Linked DNA regions of Sus scrofa: region 1 is linked to region 2. The links are chromatin contacts, called in public Hi-C maps. All regions are on one chromosome and are shown on one strand. Each heading gives the region's core, a stretch centred on a gene start, on an enhancer-like site or on the middle of the called end of the contact. The rest is flanking DNA. Distances are from core to core; before and after follow the strand shown.

Region 1 (5,198 bases), core at 636-3,135, 270 kb after region 2:
ACTGGGAGTTTGGGGTTAGTAGATGCAAACTAGTGCATTTGGAGGGGATAAGCAATGAGATCCTGCTGTTTAGCACCGGGAACTATATCTAGTCACTTGTGATGGAACATGACGGAAGATAATTTGAGAAAAAGAATATATATATATATATATATATATATGTACATATATATATATGACTGGGTCACTTTGCCGAATAGCAGAAACTGACAGAACACTGTAAATCAGCTACAATATAAAAAAGAGCAGACTGAGTGTGGTGGAGATAGACTGAAAGACATTAAAAAAAAAAAAAGAAAAGAAAGAAAGAAAAAAGAAAAAGACTGAAAGATGTTAAGTAGGACAAAGATAACCAAGTAGGCAGAATCACAGGAAGAAAAGGATAAAGGGGAAATGCCAAGAACATTTAAAAATAATTTCTGCTTTGCTGGAAGGGAAGCCTGCACTATCACTTATCTTGGTCCAAGTGGAGTTGGGGGCTGTGGAGATGCCCACAGAAGGCGCTGTGCTCACATCACTTCCTTAGCAGACGTTTCAGCTCCACATCTGAAAAAGGCATTAGGGGTTTGGGAGAAAAGACTCTGCCACAGCACCCGAGAGACACTCAGGGCTGTGGTTTCCCTTGGTTACGGCCAGTACATCTGCGAAGAATGTCCTCCTCACCCAAATATGGTTCAGCATCTAGCAGTCAAGGCCACAGCTGCTGCTGGTGCTGACAGAGGTCCTATGACTTCACTGCTCTGCACAAGCAGTAATGTCCCCATACACATGATGTCCTGCCTTCTACCAACGGCACCTTCCATCCTGAGCAAAGCTGCTCTCTTGCCCAGTGGCTTTTTTTTTTTTTTTTTTTTTTTTTTTTGTCTTTTTGCCTTTTCTTGGGCCGCTCCCTCAGCATATGGAGGTTCCCAGGCTAGGGGTCTAATCGGAGCTGCAGCCACCAGCCTATGCCAGAGCCACAGCAACACTGGAACCAAGCCGCGTCTGCAACCTACACCACAGCTCACGGCAACGCTGGATCGTTAACCCACTGAGCAAGGGCAGGGACCAAACCCGCAACCTCATGGTTCCTAGTCGGATTCGTTAACCACTGTGCCACAACGGGAACTCCATGCCCAGTGGCTTTAATCACAGCCTCCACCTTTGATGTTCAGGATGAGTCTCAGTACCTCTTCCTGAGGTTTATGCTGTCTAATTAGGGAGCTATTTGCCCATCCAGCAATTTAATTGAGGTGAGTTTGAATTGAGACGGGATTTAAGTGTAAAATACACATGGGATTCCGGAGATTTAGTTGTCGAAACATGTAAAATATCCCAAAAATTGTTCCTATGACTACGGGATGTGTAGAGTTTGGACATGACAAGAATTTGGCATTTTGAGTTAAATCAAATATTATTATTTGTCTTTTTTCTTTCAGGACCGCACTGCACCCGTGGCATATGGAGCTTCCCAGGTTAGGGGTCGAATCCGAGCTGCAGCCACTGGCCTATGCCACAATCATAGAAATGCCAGATCCGAGTCGCATCTGTGACCTACACCAGAGCTCACGGCAACACCAGATCCTTGACCCACTGAGTAAGTCCAGGGGTCGAACTCGTGTCTTCATGGATACTAGTCAGATTTGTTTCCACTGAGCCATGATGGAAAATCCAAATCAAATATTATTATTAAAACTAATTTCACCTGTTTCTCTTGCACTACTGTGGCTATTAGGAAAGTTGAAGGCACATAACTGCCATGTCTCACATCACATGTTATGGATGGCACCATTCTAGATAATATTAGAAGCCCTTGATTCTGGAAACAAGAATGTGGCCCAGGGAGGTCCCACTGTGGTGCCATGGGATTGGCAGGGTCTCTGCAGCGCCAGGATGCAGGTTTGATCGCTGGCCCAGGGCAGTGGGTTAAAGGATCCGGTGTTGCCACAGCCATGGCACAGATTGCAGCTGCAGCTTGGCTTTGACCCCTGGCCCGGGAACTCCATATGCCACAGGGCAGCCAACAAAAGAGAAAAAGAAAAAGAAAAAAAGAGAAAAAAGAATGTAGCCCCCTCAGGTCCCCCAATCCTGAGGACTGTGAATCCTTCCACCGTGATGGCGTGGCTGGGCAGCAGTGGGCCTGGGACCTGCCCTCCCTCACCAGCAGGGCCTCCTTGCAGCTCAGACCCCCACATGAACCTCCCCTGCCTGCTGCCAAGGGGCTAAAATCAAAGAAAAGTGTTTCCACAATTAGCAACATGAAGAGCACTCTCAGTAAATGTTACTTCCCTCTCTTTAAGGTCTTAGAGATCCTGTGGACACAGCTCATTTAGTCATCAGCGTCTGGATTCCAACCCTCTTTTTTCCGTCCCTCCCCCAACTCTAACGAGTTCTCTGGAACTCGCCCTTACAGGCAAGGTGTCTGGGGAGCTTCCAGGCAAGGCCGTCCCCTCCCATAGCTGCCTGCCCGGCCTGCCCAGCCTGCCCGTTTGTCTGCCGTATCCTCCCACTTCCTCTCACTAGTCCACGAATTAACAAGTCACTACAATTAACTTCAAAATTCTGGCTGCCGGTCATGTTCTCCTCAGGACTGTTATTACTGACGCAGTGCTACCGCCTCAATATACATGCAGCTCCGTTATGCTTGTAGCTGTTTCCCATGAGCACGCTCCAGCCTCCCAAGGCATGTGGAAACATCCTTCTTTTACCACCAGAGTCTCATCAGGTACATGATGGATGAAGACCTTTATGGTCTCGGAAGTAAAGTCAAACGGAATAGTGGTTTTAATTACTGACCAGGCCAATCAGGATTACAGGGAGTGAAAAGCAGCTTCTCTGAGAAAGCAGGGGGCGGAGGTAGGGACAGGAAAGGAAGCTGATCCTGCAGGATTTCCCCAGAAGCCCCTTCAGAGGCAAATTCGTCCTGCTAAGTGGGAGAAGCCAGACAGAGAGAGTCACAGGCTGTGTGATCCCACTCACAAAGACACACACAAGAGGCAAGTTCACAGACACAGGAAGTGGGTTAGAAGTGGTCAGGGCTGGAGGTGGAACAAAATTAAGGCTCAAAGCTGCACAGTATCTGTCTGGGGTAAATGACAGTGGTGCTGGTGGTACAATACTGTCAGTAGAGTTAATGCCACTAAATTTTATACGTAGAAATGCTTCAAATGACGAGTGTTGTGTTAGATGTATTTCAGCACAACAAAAGGTCGACTTTGTTGGCCATCTGGATCTCACCAAAAATCAACTGAGACTCCTTTTACACACATTATATGAATTAATCCTCATTACCCAGAGATGAGGTAAATTGCCATTGACAGATGGAGAATCTGACACTTGGATATTAAACAATGGGTTCAGAATCATATAAGCGGCAGAAATAAGATTCGAACCCAAGTCTGGTAGCTGTAAACCCGTGTTCTTTCAACGACAGCACAGTGTTTGTAGGAAAAACAGGCTCGATGGATAAATGTGAGAGGAAAGCAGTCTCCTTATCGGCCCCGAGCCGGTCGATTACGTGACAGGAAAGACTTGCAACAGCTGGACCCAAGAAGGTGTCCAACACCTTCCCTGGCTGCAAATGAGCTTCTTTCCAGTGGCAAAGAAGCTTCCTTCAGGCATAATTTGTAAGCCCTATAGATATATGCTAAGGGCATGTCTGCCCCTTCTCTCCCCCAAGAAGACTGGGTAAATTGATTTTTCGATTTTTCACACCCTATATACCGTCTCCCAAACACTCATCAGGAGTTAGAGCCCGCGATTTCCCCAAGAACGCCGCCGTCTGGTGTATAAAGTGCTTTTCCTACAAGTCACCGCCTGCAGCTCAGGCACTCACTCCGCAGAACACCAACATCTCCGTTAGGCAGACGATTAACCGTGCCTCAGAAATGACGGCAACACACAACTACAACCTGTCCTCGATTTTACAAACCAGACAAGAGGTCGTGAGAGGAGCCCAGACCCTAATCATCTGCCTTCTGAAGTTGAGTGGATGGATCAATATACTGCTAAGAACTCTGGGGCAAGACTTAATTCAAGCTCATACAGGGCTGCTGCTTTAAAAAACAAAACTAGGAGTTCCCGTCTTGGTGAAGCGGAAACGAATCCAACTACAAACCATGAGGTTGCAGGTTCAATCCCTGGCCTCGCTCAGTGGGTTAAGGATCTGGCGTTGCTGTGGCTGTGGCGTAGGCCAGTAGCTGTAGCTCCGATTAGACCCCTAGCCTGGGAACCTCCATATGCCGCAGGTGTGGCCCTAAAAAGTTAAAAGACAAAAAAAAAAAAAAAACCCACAAAAAACTAAAAATACTGGTTAAAGTTCCCTTAAAGGCGCTGTCTTTTCTCTGGGAACCCTCGGAGCTGCTGACATCAGGAAATGCCTACAAGACAGAAGACTTCCTCCCAGCCCTGCCAAGGCTGGGGTCCAAGGCCCTGTCACAGAGATCCTCTGAGCCCACATCGAAGGACACCCAGTCCCACCAGCTGGGACCGTCCCCAGTGATCCCTACATCCCCAGAATCCAGTGTAGCACGAGCATGGAGCAGACCAGTCACCATCACTGGATGAGGGACTCAGGGACACCACTTTCCTGGGGCTCCCCCGCCTCCCAGCACTGCAGTGCTGTCACACCACTTCTCTGCCAAGTCCCCCAGACTTCACACTATCACTGCCACTACCCCCCACACTGGACGCCGTCTGGATTTCTCTCCTTCATTCAACACTGAGCTCTCAAAGGTCTGAGCCAGGGAAACAGGTGACTGGGAGACAATGCCTCGCTGGCTTCAGGGCCTCAAGGGCTGGCGGGAAGGACAGGGCACCAGTCGGCAGAGGGCCAGGGCAGGGCCCAGAGCCTACAAGCCTCTCGAACCATGTTGTTCTGGGAGATGGAGGTCAGTGATGGGGATTCTGACCAGAGAAGCAAACCCTCCTCCTGCTGTAACCAAATGCCTTGAAGAGCCCTTCCTGCTCCTTTTTTCCCTTTTTTGGCTTTTTTTTTTGGCTTTTTAGGACCCACAACATATGGAAGTTCCCAGGCTATGGGTCAAACCAGGGATACGGCTGCTGGCCTACACCACAGCCATAGCAATGTGGGATCCGAGCCACATCTATGACCTACACCACAGCTCACAGAAATGCCAGATCTCCAACCCACTGAGCAAGGCCAGGGATCAAACCCACGTCCTCATGGATACTAGTCGGATTCATTTCTACTGTGCCAC
Region 2 (5,335 bases), core at 595-3,094:
CAGCAGTGACAATGCCAGAGCCTTAGCCCGCTGAGCTGCCAGCGAACTCCCCATGTTCTGCCATCTTGATTCCTATTCTTATTTTTTTTTTATGCTATTTTTCACGTGCTTCACTCTTTTAGGAAATGTGCCAAATAGAAATTAGGTATCTTCAAAGCTCTAGACCCTTCAGTGATGAAGGTAAGGAATAGGCATTCCCGTCATGGCTCAGCAGAAATCAATCTGACTAGCACCCATGAGGATCCAGGTTTGATCCCTGGCCTTGCTCAGTGGGTTAAGTAAGGATCCAGTGTTGCCGTGAGCTGTGGTGTAGGTCGCAGACGCGGCTTGGATCCTGAGTTGTTGTGGCTCTCGTGTAGGCCGATGGCTACAGCTCCGATTCGACCCCTAGCCTGGGAAACTTCATATGCCTGGGAATCTCCATATGTCATGGGTGCGGCCCTGAAAAAAAAAAAAAGACAAAAAATAATCTCTCATTTCTTTCTTTCTCTTAATCAATGGAATTACTTTGTACATTCATGTTCATTGGACTAAAAATTGCACGTGGTACAACCATCCACTACTTTTCTTGATGGAAGCTTCTTCGAATTTTTTAAAAAGAGGAAAAACCTTTCTGGCCTCTACTACAGCACCATATTCTATGCCCATTCTAACATGTTCTCCTTTTTCCCTCTCTTTTGGCAATATCAATGTCATCTCTTTTTGGTAAATTTAAAGTCGCCATTAATTTCCAATAGAAACAAAAAGTTACACTGAAGATAATCTTTATCCTCAAACACACTTAACAAAAAGAACAGGCCCAAAAGTCAAAATTACGCACAAGAGAAATTCTAGATTAGTCCAGCGTACGTGGTTCTTATTTGCCTACCTAGGTTCCTAATTTAACAATTTTAGGAATTGTGATTTGTCACAAACCTTCAGTTTGGGCTCAGCATGGGCTGAATAAAGGTGCAAACCTTAACATTCAGGTTAAAATCCTCACTGAAACCTCCTCTGTCTGGACAGTCATCAAGGTGGTAGTAAGTTGGGAATCGGGGTTCTACTCGTAGGGGGTGGGAGGGCAGAGGAAAGTCTGTTCCCAGGACACTTACCTGTCCACACATTTCTGTCTGTTTCCCTCTAAACTGTTATTTGTCACATGTGAAGTAACCTACACGTATCTGGGTGGACAAGACCAGATGAAAGAGGAGGGGGTAGAAATTGAGCCTGGAGTTGCTTTGGGTGTATGGTTGTCTGGAGTTGTGTGGGGTGTATGGTTGTCTGGAGTTATAGGGAGTGTATGGTTGTCTGGAGTTCTATGGGGTGTATGGTTGTCTGGAGTTCTTTGGGGTGTTTGATTGTCTGGAGTTATAGGGGTATATAGGTATCTGATTTGTTGGGGTGCAGGGTGGTGTGTGGGGATGTTGGGGGAGGGAAGAGAAGTCAGTGCTGTGACTCACCCTGAAGGAGATCCGGGGAGGGGAGGGCAGGACCAGGCAGGAACAGGGAAAGGGATCACAGCTGAAAGGAGGAGCCAGCCCTGCCCATGGCCATCTCAGTGGGGGGTCCTTGAGTGCATACATTTTGATTAATGGTATTTTAATGCTAATTTAACTTTCTGGAGTTCCAGAGCCCAAAGGCTCTAGTTGTTCTGAAAGAAGCGAGACAACCACCCCCTCAAAAAAATCGAATTAATGCCTTTACTAATTCCATAGGGTATCTTTGAGCAGGAAGTCAGGGCCAGGTGCGTGGGGCGGCAGCAGAGGGGCCCACCTGTGCGGTTGCTGCGCGCAGTGCGGGGAGAAGCCTCTAGGTGGCGCAGGTGAGTCTGCTCAGAGGTTCTGGGACGCGTTTCCCAGCTCGCACCAAGGAGCAGTTAAGGGTGAGTCGGGGAGTCGAGGAGCCGGGGAGCGGAGGGGAGTTGGGAGCAGGCGAGAGGGGGCTGAAGCGGAGCGGAGCCTGGCCCAGGCAGCCCCACGGCTGCCGGCCGCGGCAGCACCTGACTCTGGGACACGGCCAGGAGGCCACCTGTGAACCCAGGAGCCCCAGGGAGCGGAAGCCTGGCTTTCTCCAGGGACACCCTCTGGGATTGGAAGCGAGCCTCCACCGGGGTCCGGTAAGCCTGGTCCTTTTCTTTCGGTTCCTAAAGTCTTTGGCTGTGGCTGAGACTGAGGTGTCACCGCCGGGAGACAGCCCGAGTGCATTTTTGAGATGCGTGTCATTTTTGGGTTGCGTTTGAACAAGCTTTCCTGGTTGCTGTACATCTGCGCTACTGGTTCTAAGACCTGAGATTGTTCCTTTGTTTTCAGAAAAACATCCGAAACCCCATTTTACTATTGGCTGTGCATTTGGCAAAGGAGCCAAACTGTGTGAACTTAACAGGCTTGAGATTTGGGCCCCTGAGACCCGTGGTCTCCAGGAGCCTGAAAGTGTGGTCTTGGGAAAGGCGAGCTGCAGCTGGGCTTGAACTGGGCTCTGAACCCGTGTCCCACCCGGGGTCCCTTGACCACCTTCCCAGGTGGTTCTGAATCAGGCCTGAGGCAGAGGTCGTGGCCTGTTTTGAAGTGGGGGCGGAGGAGAGTGAGAGGGTGGGGCTGCGTCTGGTGATTTCGGCTCTCACCTCCAGCCAGGAGTTTCCACTCAACCCTCTGACAGTTTAGGGGGAAGTTTGGGCTGACTCCCCATCATCCTGCTGTAGCTGCACCTGCTTGGTGGAAGCCAGAGGTGTTAGGACAGCCAGGACAGCAGATGAGGTAAAACAACAGAGTGACAGTTGAAACGATATGGGGTGGAGTGAGGAGCTACATTAGCAGAGCAGAAGCCACCCCCCCCAACCCCCGACCCAGAAGGAGGTGAGGCTGAAGGAAGTGAGGGTGAGGAGGGGGCACAGGCCCCCCAGCTCTGTGGTACTGAATCCATATTTTGAGATGCTCTCCAACCCAGAGTGAAACCACAGCTAAATCAAAATATTAAAGAGGTAAAAATCCATAATGAACTAACGGAAAAGGGGGATCAATTCAAATAAGTGAACTATTTCCCACCCAATTTGGTGCCCTGAGATTCTAAGTCATCACCACTTAAAACCTTCCCCCAAGGGAGCCAGGCGAATTTTGTGACAGCACTTTTGGAAGGTAATTCTGGAAGCACATGTCTTTGAGACGAAAGGGTAAATAAAATTTCCCTGAAATGTTTGATTTTCATTTTCTGGCCACGATCCAGTTTCTAAAAGTAAACAAAGTTTTCATTCTGTGAAAGATGCGTATTTGTGCAGTGCAGAGGTGTGGGGCTCACCCTCCTCCTGGGTGTCACTGTGTCCCCTGAAGCACCTGCCCTGCTCACACCTGCCCTGCTCACACCAGGACTGACCCCCACTTCGCAGGGTGCACTTCCCACACTGACTTTTAACCGGGAAGCATCTCCCTATCAAAATTCCTTAGGTCCCAAAGACCACATGAAAGCCAGGTCACCTGAGTCTTCTTTCTGGGTCCAGGTGAATGACTTTTGTGGTTTCCAAAAAAATGAAATACATTCTCAAGGAAATGCCCAGGAGCCCAGCTTCAAAGACTCAGGTAAACCTGAAATTCAAACACAGAAGCTGTAAACAGGATGGCGCTTTGGAAACCAGCCCTGCGGTCTACCCTACCCCACCCCCAGTCCTGCCTGCACTTCTCTCAGTGGCTTTCCTCCCACCCGGTTTCCTCAATTATCCCAGCAGACACCTGCCTGCTCTTTGCTTTGATGCTGTTTTAGGCTCTGCCTAGGCAATCCCACCCACCAATAGTATCATTAATTAACTTTCATTAAGCTCACTTAGCACATTAGATCAATTAGGAAACAAAGGCCCAGCACCCGGAGGGCACCACCCCCCACCTCATTACTGCTGTTCACCTTGAACTCACACCCAAAGGCAGGACTTTTATTCCATCTCCAAGAACCATTTCCCTAAAAAGTAAAGTGAGGGAAAGGAACCCACGTCCAGGCACTCAGCTGGGCCCTTCATTTCCACCTCACTTTACAGACTTCCCAGCTTTTCAAGTGAGGGGATCGAGAGTTAGATGGGGAAAGGGACTTGCCCACCGCCGCAGGGCTGGCGATGACTGTGACATCTGGTGCCCCGCTCGTGCCATGTTCCTTGTGGGTGGTTAGGGCAGCTGACCCTAAACCCTCTGTTCCTGCCTCTGTGGGGACAAGCAGGGGAGGTGCTGGATCCACCCCCAGGTCTGGGGTTGTGTTGGTCCTGCTGCCACGCCCTTTGCAAGTCACCCGCACTGGGGTTGGTGACAGAGGGAAACCGGAGAGGAAATGTGCCCTTGCTGTCCACCTGTAGTGCAGTCACCAGTGTCACTTCAGGAGGTTCAGTCTCATATGTTCTGGCAGCTAAGAGGAAATTCCTTGTGGCCCTGGGGCCAGGGAGCACCAACAGTGAGACTACACTGTGTCACTGCTCATCACTGTCTGTCCCCAGGACCCTGGGCTTCACCCAGGCATCTAACCCACACTGTGGAAGCTCAGGAGAAGCTCCACCCAGGTTTCGGAAGCAGGGTGGGCCTCGCCCTACAGCATACGAGGGGGCCTTGCTGCCACCCCACCATGGAGCACACTCACTGCACCAGTGGCTGGGGTGGAGGGCTCCTTCATGTCAGAGAAAGGCCACCTGTCCTTCTGATTACACCGTGGGGGAGGGGCTGCAGGGCCTGCAAAGTACCCTGGCCACAAGCAGGCAGATCCCCTGCGGAGCTGCTCTGGGTGCAGAGTCCAAACTTCTCTAGGCTGGGTGCCTGGAGTCCCACTGGTCAGCCTCAAGGTGGACCAGGCACACACTGGGACCCCTAGAAATGCCCAGAGGCCTGGGCACATGGTTCTCACAGAACTGACTCCAGGAGGCCTTTCTCCATCTCGGACAGGCAGTCCCTGGAAAGTGGATGGTGGTGATGAGCCCCACACGGGGAGCCACACCTGCAGCAAGAGTGGGCCACCCCGCCTGCTGAGCTGGGGCCCCTCCCATCCACAGGCAGCAGTCAGGCCGTGCTCTGCTCTCGCTGGGATGGGCCCTGCCAGCCAGTCCCTCTCCTGATGGACTCAGCAGGCGCAGTCGTGCTGCCATCACAGGAGCCTCGAGGGCCCAGTGCTGGGAAGCCAGGCTCTCTGCGGTGTTTCTAGACCCTCAGGATCAACACTGCTCAATGACACCACTGAGAGGCTGGATACAGCAACTAAAAGCGAGCCCAATTACTGAAGTAAGGTATTAGTCTCCTGAAAATAATAGGAAGAGATTTCTGCCAACAGCACCGTAATCCTGGCATAAGGCACTTTCTCAGGATGTGAAGACAGACACACAGATCTGGATTATAAATGC

What was found. A called contact is a pair of places that touch in the nucleus more often than the background predicts.
Region 1: a Hi-C map of liver shows a contact between it and region 2, with 1.7 times the contacts expected there. The contact joins the enhancer-like site here to the promoter of EDAR in region 2. A contact is called at or near these places in 9 of 47 Hi-C or Micro-C datasets (embryonic fibroblasts, fetal heart ventricle, heart right ventricle and 6 more) and 1 of 2 datasets of contacts at active chromatin or transcription factors (skeletal muscle).

The regions. Positions count from the first base shown.
Region 1 is chr3:47,665,791-47,670,988 of Sscrofa11.1, forward strand. It overlaps a transcript of LIMS1 not described here. Among named protein-coding and RNA genes, the nearest start is that of LIMS1, 39 kb to the left of the region's middle. Within about 2 kb of position 1,886, at least 41 of the 83 cell types and tissues checked have an H3K27ac peak or open chromatin away from gene starts, as enhancers often do. A contact at or near this core is called in embryonic fibroblasts, liver, mesenteric adipose tissue and 4 more, where this site is marked.
Region 2 is chr3:47,394,459-47,399,793 of Sscrofa11.1, forward strand. EDAR (tumor necrosis factor receptor superfamily member EDAR) reads left to right here and starts at 1,845. Exons shown (of 12, transcript XM_021087105.1): 1 at 1,845-2,095.